Linked DNA regions of Gasterosteus aculeatus: region 2 is linked to region 1. Evidence: chromatin contacts called from public Hi-C data. All regions are on one chromosome and are shown on one strand. Each heading gives the region's core, a stretch centred on a gene start, on an enhancer-like site or on the middle of the called end of the contact. The rest is flanking DNA. Distances are from core to core; before and after follow the strand shown. Region 1 overlaps LOC120835803 (voltage-dependent calcium channel subunit alpha-2/delta-2). Region 2 holds the start of LOC120835801 (myosin heavy chain, fast skeletal muscle).

Region 1 (4,054 bases), core at 1,051-3,550:
TTCACTTCATGTTATTATTTTTCTTGCTTTGTTTGGATGATTGTTTGGACCATTTTAAGTCCTAATTGAAACTAAAATCGAACACAGGATTTGAACACGTTATCACTCATTTAATATAGGGACTAAAACCAACATCTAAAGTTGACATTAGGTTTTCACACTTGTTATAGTTTTCTTACTCCAAAGATTCTCTTTAGAAGATAACCGGTGCACTACAATCATATTTATTTATTTGCAACGTATTTGGTCATAAAATCTGATCGGAGAAGAAAATCGGAGCCTTAAACAAGTCATTTGGAAATAAATACATAGTAAAAGTTGAAATTAATGACTTTCAAAAGACTAAATGTCTTTTCATTGAATTACAGACACACTTTATCTTAGAGCATATTTCGATAAAAAATACCACAGCCGGTTTAAGCATTTACATTTTTTTTAAAGTATTTGTTTCCCCATGTCTGCAATCTGAAAGTATGGTACACATAATGACCAGCTTTTTAAACGTACTGTAGGTCATGTTGTTGAAACGTATTCATCAAACCCCAGATTATTTGTAATCATTGTGTTGAGTGAACTCTGCTATTCAGGTAATTTACTTGCCTCATCAACCGACTTGACCAGAGTTTGGATTTGCAGTTCTCCTGGTCTTCCATCAATCATTTGTCGCCGGATCTAGAAAATAGAAATGCAAAGTGTTCATTTTTCAGTCACAAACATGAGGAAGATGATGTTGTTCTCCACCTCTGCAAGAACTTTGAACAACAACAAGGAACAGAAAATGCCCGAAACCAGAAACTTCTCAGCTCCACTTGCCACTAAAAGCTCACCTCCTCTTTGTTGCTGTCCTCCACCTCGGCATCCAGGAAGTCCAACGTCACAGGCTCAGGGAGGTTCACTAGCTGCGAGGAATCAAGTGAGAAAAACACATTAACAAGCAAAGTGAACGCAGAACAGGTTTACCAATATTATAATTATCAAACTATGAACAACTGTACATTAAAGTAAATCTGGTTTAATATGCACCACCTTTGGCTGAAGGTTCGGGTGAAGCAGAAGATATCCATTTGGATCAATGGCAAATATGTATCCATTGGCTCCAAGCTGTGATATTAAAAGCAAGGAGTAGCAGTGATGTGTCAGTCGATACAAATGACGAAAAATGTTAATAATAATATTGGTGCTAATGACATATACATACATTGTACCGAGGTGTTAGACGCTTTATCTCATCAAGATGCACGTCGACCCCCATGACACCTAAAATCAGCTGATTCTGGTCAGATAAAACACATATAGCTCCTTAAAAGAATAATATGACATTTGGGAAAAAGGTCTTTTCTCTGATTTGCTGAAAGTTAGATGAGACTATTGATAACGCTCTCATGTCTGTCCGGTAAATATGTAGCTGTAACCAGTAGGCACTTCATTCATAAGTCACCACGCCAGGCACATGCGCTACCTAAAGAAATACATAGCATATAAAATCATAAACTTTAGAGCTGGTTGGTGAATTGCGTTATCTTTGGATTGAGCCAAGCTGGTTGTTTCTCCTTGTTTCCAGTATTTATACAAAGTCGTAATAGCTTAATAATAGCGTTGAGTCATAAGAGTGTCATCAATCTACTCACCTACCTTTTGGCAGCAAAATCAAATAACTTATTTATAGGTGGTCATTTAGTATTCCCGGATATATAAACAGTGGTATATTCTGCCTTTGGAATAATTACATAGAAAGTAGCCATAATCTGTAATATTAAAAAAAAACATTCTTTCATATTAATATAAGTTTTGTTACCTTTGCGTCAGCTAAATGACATGTAATGTACCTGTGAGTTTCCATCCATGGTGAGATTAAATACAGGCAAAGTCCCAGTAACTACCATTCCCAGACCCTGCAGAGTCCCAAAACATGTCAATTATTCAGTCTGCATGTACTTTATGCCACATTCAATCCCACACAGCAAACAAGGTCACGTGATCTCACCAGAGCATCCTGATACACATTCGTCCACTGAACCTGCTTGGCAACGCTGCCTGCAAGGACCATGGGGCGCCCCAGCACATCGAGGTACTCCTGACCAAACAAAGGAGATACGTGAGCGGCTGCACATTCCAAACAACCCACAACAGTTGACCACAGGGAACAATGGGAGTGCAAACAAATGGAAGTAGATGTTACTAAAGAGTGAGCGAGTGCCACTGGAGGCATGGAAACACTGAACGGGGATCAGCTGTGTAAGAGGCACTAGACGAACCCACCTGGGTGTTAATCCTTATAGCACAGATGGACCGGATCTCAAAATAGTAACCTGGCAAGCAACAGAGAAAAAAAAAAGACAAATAGGGAGAGGAAGAGCATGTGTGAGCAAGAGTGGTGCTTATAAATATTTCAGATTCTACTCACTGTCGCTAGACAATCAGTCGCTTAACTTTCCCAGATAGATAGAGAGACAGAGGAGCTGGAAGCTCCTGCTGAACCTGAAACCTAATGTCAGAATCTGCTTCAATAACGGTTTCCCATCGTGTTTCATTGTCAATTGGATTGTAACTATTGATTCTAATCATTAACAATGTATGTGTTGATTAGTTTTTTCACTTTCTTATTATGATGTTTGGTAGAATGTCTGGTTTTGTCCGAAAAATGATGCTTAATTCCGAAAAATGAATTAAGCATTATCAGAGTTATCAGTTTATTAACATTTGACAATTATCCTATTGTCTTGTATATGTTGTTATGAATTTATTTTCATTTTAATCTGTATAAATGTCCTCGTGCTGCAAATACCAAATTTCGCTGCTGTGAGAAAATAAAATGATCTTATCTTCTCTGATCGACTAATAGTTTAAGCTCTACAATGTAATCCAATGACCTTCAAGATATGTCTGGAATACATATTGTATCATAAAATGGTCACAGGTGACCACTTAGGTTGTTGGAACTTGGTCTCCCTCGTTTTTTTGACAAACACATCTCATGATTCTCAACCAATAGGGACTCGTACATACTTATTAACTAACAAAGAAAAATGGAAATATGAGGGAAAATACTTTAATCATATCTCAATTGCTGACAAAAATAAACAGCCAAATAGTGTTACAAATTTGTTTTACACTGGTCAAGGTGAGTGTGTAAAAACTAATTTGCAAGCACGTAGGGAGGTTGAAATATTTGGATTAAAGTAATGATTTGACACGATGGGGGTATTTCGGTTGAAAAAGGCTGGCAACCACATGATATGGGGAATAAAATAAAATCCAACAAGCACAAAAAAATTCTCGCTCACCTTTATTGGTGCATGCAATCCACTGCAAAGGTGTAACATCATAGTTGTGTTGACCAACAGAAAAAGTGAAAACTCGAACCTTCGGAGGAACAAACAGAGAGAAATAAGCCAGTTGTCAGAGGTGGTCAAGACCCCACAGGGCAGACATGCTGGATGCACGTGAAAGGTATCTGTTGTGGTTAGAAGAAACCAACCGTTTTGTTGGGCCAGTTGTATTGCATGAAGACATCCTGAGCTCTGTCCTCTCCTCCGTCAGTGAACAGCATGATTATTTTATTACAGTTGGCCCGAGGAACATTTGTCTTCTGAGGAATACATTAGAAAAGGGAAACGAATGAGAGGGAACAGCAGAGTTGGTCGATACAGTAGTGAAGTTAGTTAACGACAAAAAAAATTGCCCGGTCGATGTAAATCAATATTGACTCACATTTAACAGCTGGTTGAAGGCGAAATGAAATCCGGATTTATAATCCGTGGTGCCTTTGGCCTGCATCTGCTGCACCGCGTCCTTGAATATCTTTTTGTTTCGCACGTTAGCCTGGACGAGATGTTTGAAGCAGGGAACCACAGCCTCGGCCTTCTCGTTGAACTGAAACACAGCGGATGCATTTGGGCTTTAATATGTAAAAAAAAAAAACTGAAGTTAAGGAAACAAGTGAACAAATGTGTGACGAGTGAGGAGGAGGCAGTGAGTGTCGCCGATACTAACCCTGGCCACGTTGACATAGTCGTCATCAGACAAAGTGTCCAGCATCTCCATCACTGAGGCC
Region 2 (4,054 bases), core at 661-3,160, 39 kb before region 1:
TTGTCATTCCTCACAGTCTTGGCATTACCATAAGCCTCCAACAGAGGGTTTGCTGCAATGATTTGGTCTTCCAGTGACCCCTAGAAATGACATTGATTGTGTTAGTGTAGCAAGACTTTGTTTTTCTTTACCTCTAATAATGTCGTGCAGCATCTTTTACCTTGATCTTGCCAGCAGTTTGCTCACTTTGCTTCTTCCCTCCAGCCACTGCGATTGTCGCAAAGTACTGGATGACACGTTTGGTGTTGACTGTCTTTCCTGCACCAGATTCTCCACTAGTTTGAGGAGTGTGTTATTAGATGTGATTAGATTTGACTAATGTCTACAATGCTTGAATGTAGATAAAATGTTAAAGAATTGTCACTTACGTGATCAGGATTGACTGGTTTTCTCTATCTGCAAGACGTGGAAATTGTTAGTTTTCCTAACGTGCACTTTGTTTCTGGACACAACATGGCTTGCATACTGAGTGGTACCTTGGAGCATGAACTGATAGGCATTGTCAGAGATGGAGAAGATGTGGGGAGGAGCCTCAATCCTCTTTTTGCCTCTGTATGCTTCCACGACCCCTTGATCGTACACTGGGAGCCACTTGTAGGGGTTCACAGTCACGCAGAACAGTCCCGAGTAGGTCTATAACAGTATGAGACGTAAAACAATTATGCTATTTTCTGCAAATACATTCACGCCCAATTACAGCTGCATCTCTCCTCCACAAAGCTCACGTAGATCATCCATGCTGCGTAGCGCTCTTTGAGGTTGTACAGCACAGAAGGCTCGCTGAGGTGGGTCATCATGGCCATGTCCTCAATCTTGTCGTACTTTGGTGGGTTCATGGGAAAGATTTCAGTGTCTTTCACAGTGATCGTCTGTTACAAGGACAGAAGAGCCGCAAAAATAATATTAGTTACTGTCCAGCACTCATGTGTTGTCTATTATCAGATTTAACATCTTTTTTTAAAATCACTTATTACAAATTATTCGTGTCCGTAAGCAAAACAATTGAGGTGGTTATATACTTCTGATTTTACATTACATTTCATTCAGCAAGAATACATAATTTCTTCAATAAAGCCAAGTTTCAAAGTGCTACCAGTAAGTGCCACTTTAAGCGCTACTAATAGTTAACATGTTAAACAGTGTCACCGCGCTTCAGATTCTACATCCAAACTTTAATTATAGTGCATTAATTCTCACCTTTCCACTGAGAGTGTCCACGGTGGCTTTGCCGCCTTCTCTCTTGGTAAGTTTCCCCTTGAGGTACATCTCTGCCGGCTCGCTCACAAAGAACGCAGTTTTAGCATCAAAGGGAGTGTTTTGAGCTTCTATTCTCTCTCGTTCTGGCTTCCGGAGGTAAATGGCCGCCGGGCCAAAACACTGCATTTCAGCGTCGGTACTCATGATGACCCTTAATCGCACAGGAGAAAAGACAATAGTTGAGTTGAGTTCCAGGGAAGACAGATGGCAGCCCAACGGTGACATCTATAACGTCCTCTAGTACTCAGGTCAAATTAATGCTGGATCAGGAAGACTTATTAAATAGAGACCTATTAAGTCGTGATATATACCATAGTACTAGTGATATTGAGATACGTATTGAGGATCAGATGTGATCCCAAAATAATTCAGCCCTTTGAGTTACCTTGAATGACACCAGTTGAGCTGAGGGTTTTCAGACGGACTTCAATGTAGACTTCTGCAAAAAAAAGAACAAACGTGGAAGGTTCAGAGAGGCAAATTTATCATATCGTATTTTAAAATAAATGTAGACATGTCTAAAAAGCCTAATTTAAACAGTTAAGTTACTGTTTTTGATAAAAAAGATTATCATGTCTTTTAGTCCAATAGCTTAATGACTCAACTACATCACAGAGACATAAAGAAACGTGCCTTTGCTGGTTCCCTGTCCTTCCTGGAGTTCGCTGTGGCTTTTTATACAGCGGGATGGGAGCCCACCGCTCGTGTGTCTCTGTATTTGGTCATGTCACATGACATAATGGTTATCCGGTAGTTCTTACCTCTAGCTGTCATATTACACAGTTTATGGTATGAATACCTTGCTGGATCATTTTCAGACTTTGAATGTGCTGTAAATAGATTTTTCTTTTAAATAATAACCATATTCCTGTGTTTTTTGGTGAAAACGGGCAGTGGTGCTTTTAACAATACATGCTGTAAGCTATTTTTTCAGACGTAAATCTGCATTTATTTATTTTTTGTACTTATATATATTAATGGTGCGAGCCGATCCGAGACGTTTTTCTACTTCCGAATTTTACTCTGTATGCAAATAAAGTGGGAGAAGTTAGATCAGTTTTTTTTAGTTACAGACAGTCCAAAAGTGTGACTAATGGGATTTTTTTAACCTCCTGACACAACAGTGGTTCCCTTGCCATGCTGTGGAGAAGCCTCGGAAAGTCAACGATATACGGTTTCAGAATCCTTACGAGTCAGAAAGTTTTAGAAAATGAAATGAGTGCCAATGGGATTTAAAGAAAAGGAAATAATTGCCAAGGGATTGTCTTACACAATAGTCCCAGCAGCTGTTCTCATTCTTGATCTTACTGGATAAACAAGGGGGACTGAGACAGTCCTGAAATGTAGAGCAGCTGAGTGATGGATTCCAGCTTTACTTCCTTTATGTTTCGCAAGTCACTCCACCGTGATTGTCTTGGTGATATCATTCTCACAATGTTGTTAAGGGAACTCAAACCTAAATTGATGTTTGTTTATTAAATGCAGTATTTGGGAAAGAGATGTTTTGGTTGATGGCGAAACATGGTTGAAGTGTACTCGCCAAATATTTTGGCCCAGAATGTGTCACAGAGACGTGTGGATAGCTATTGGGCACCATTTCCAAGGACAAAAGAATCTACATTTGGTAGTGATCAAGAAGAAGAAATTCTGAAGTGGTTACCAACAAGATATAATGAGCCTCTGTCTTCAATAAACATGTGATACACGATACTTTGCTCTGAAATCTTCTGTCTTATTAGGGCAAAACTCAAATATAGCTCCAGGCTTGTGTTGTTGCTCAAGCCAAAGGCTCAAGAGGCTTATTGTGTTTTTACGGTCTTTGATCTCCGACTGTCAGTTTCTTTATTTGTCAAACAGCAACAACTGGACTTGGGATAACAAACCAAGGTGAGTGCTGAGCAACATTCCAGTCTGCAAGTCGGTCACAGAGCATGGATATGCATTCACAGTAACACTAGCATCCATATTTAACAATGTAAGTACAAACATTTGTATTACTATTGTCAATTCTAATTGCAAATCTGCATTTATATATTTTAATTTCAATGTTATAGATGAAAGCTACTCTGCCTGTATTTTAAGCTTCATTATTTGATTGACTTTAAAACCTTTTTTTGAGTTTGACTGTTCTAACTTTCAGTGCCCACTGGTTTGAACTTTACTAAGGTACAAAGGTACAAGACAATTGTTGATGTGTAAACAGTTTTTAGCCTATTTGTGTGTACCAGAATGTGTTTTTTTTAAAGAATGACTTGCTTTGGTGTAATTTATGCATCAGGACATACTTTGTTAATTGCAATATTTCAATAAAGTGCTCAATAAGCTGTACTAAAATAACGCCCCGAGAAGAACTGGCGGCAGTTTGAAGAATGTCCTAACATTTTGTTTGTGACAACGTTGAGGGTTTGTTGGTTAAAATTAGGTCTGAGTGTTGGATTCTGACGCCAGATACTTATCCATCTCGCAGCAGAGCCCCTGGGATTAGAGTGTGAAAATGTGGGGGACGACCACGGACTCAAACAACCTCTCAGTCATACAAACTCTTCTGACTTCTCTGAGTCTTCTGACTTCAAGTACATTGATGAAATGTAGCATCTTCGTGACCCAAACGATGGTTAAAGTGTTCTACTGGCACTGCTGCGTCGTCTGCATGATGGAAATGAGTTGCTCTGATGAAACCTTTGTGCAGTAACAGTAACTTTGTGCTGTTGCTAATGATCACATTGAGAGTTACTGCTCGGGGTGCCGTCAGTTCCTTGGCTTGGATGTGTGTGTATTCATACACAGTCGGGGTCAC

What was found. A called contact is a pair of places that touch in the nucleus more often than the background predicts.
Region 2: a Hi-C map of skeletal muscle shows a contact between it and region 1, with 2.8 times the contacts expected there. The contact joins the promoter of LOC120835801 here to the enhancer-like site in region 1. A contact is called at or near these places in 3 of 6 Hi-C or Micro-C datasets (skeletal muscle and whole body).

What each region holds. Positions count from the first base shown.
Region 1 is chr17:8,021,482-8,025,535 of fGasAcu3.hap1.1, reverse strand. It overlaps LOC120835803 (voltage-dependent calcium channel subunit alpha-2/delta-2), which reads right to left. Exons shown (of 38, transcript XM_078091974.1): 10 at 3,994-4,054; 11 at 3,712-3,873; 12 at 3,479-3,589; 13 at 3,285-3,363; 14 at 2,260-2,309; 15 at 1,985-2,074; 16 at 1,827-1,892; 17 at 1,199-1,273; 18 at 1,027-1,101; 19 at 828-899; 20 at 601-672. Among protein-coding and RNA genes, the nearest start is that of LOC144388921, 15 kb to the left of the region's middle. Within about 2 kb of position 2,300, at least 1 of the 9 cell types and tissues checked has open chromatin away from gene starts, as enhancers often do.
Region 2 is chr17:8,060,052-8,064,105 of fGasAcu3.hap1.1, reverse strand. LOC120835801 (myosin heavy chain, fast skeletal muscle) reads right to left here and starts at 1,910. Exons shown (of 40, transcript XM_040205043.2): 1 at 1,643-1,910; 2 at 1,198-1,408; 3 at 726-869; 4 at 477-633; 5 at 369-396; 6 at 161-275; 7 at 1-80. The coding sequence starts at 1,401.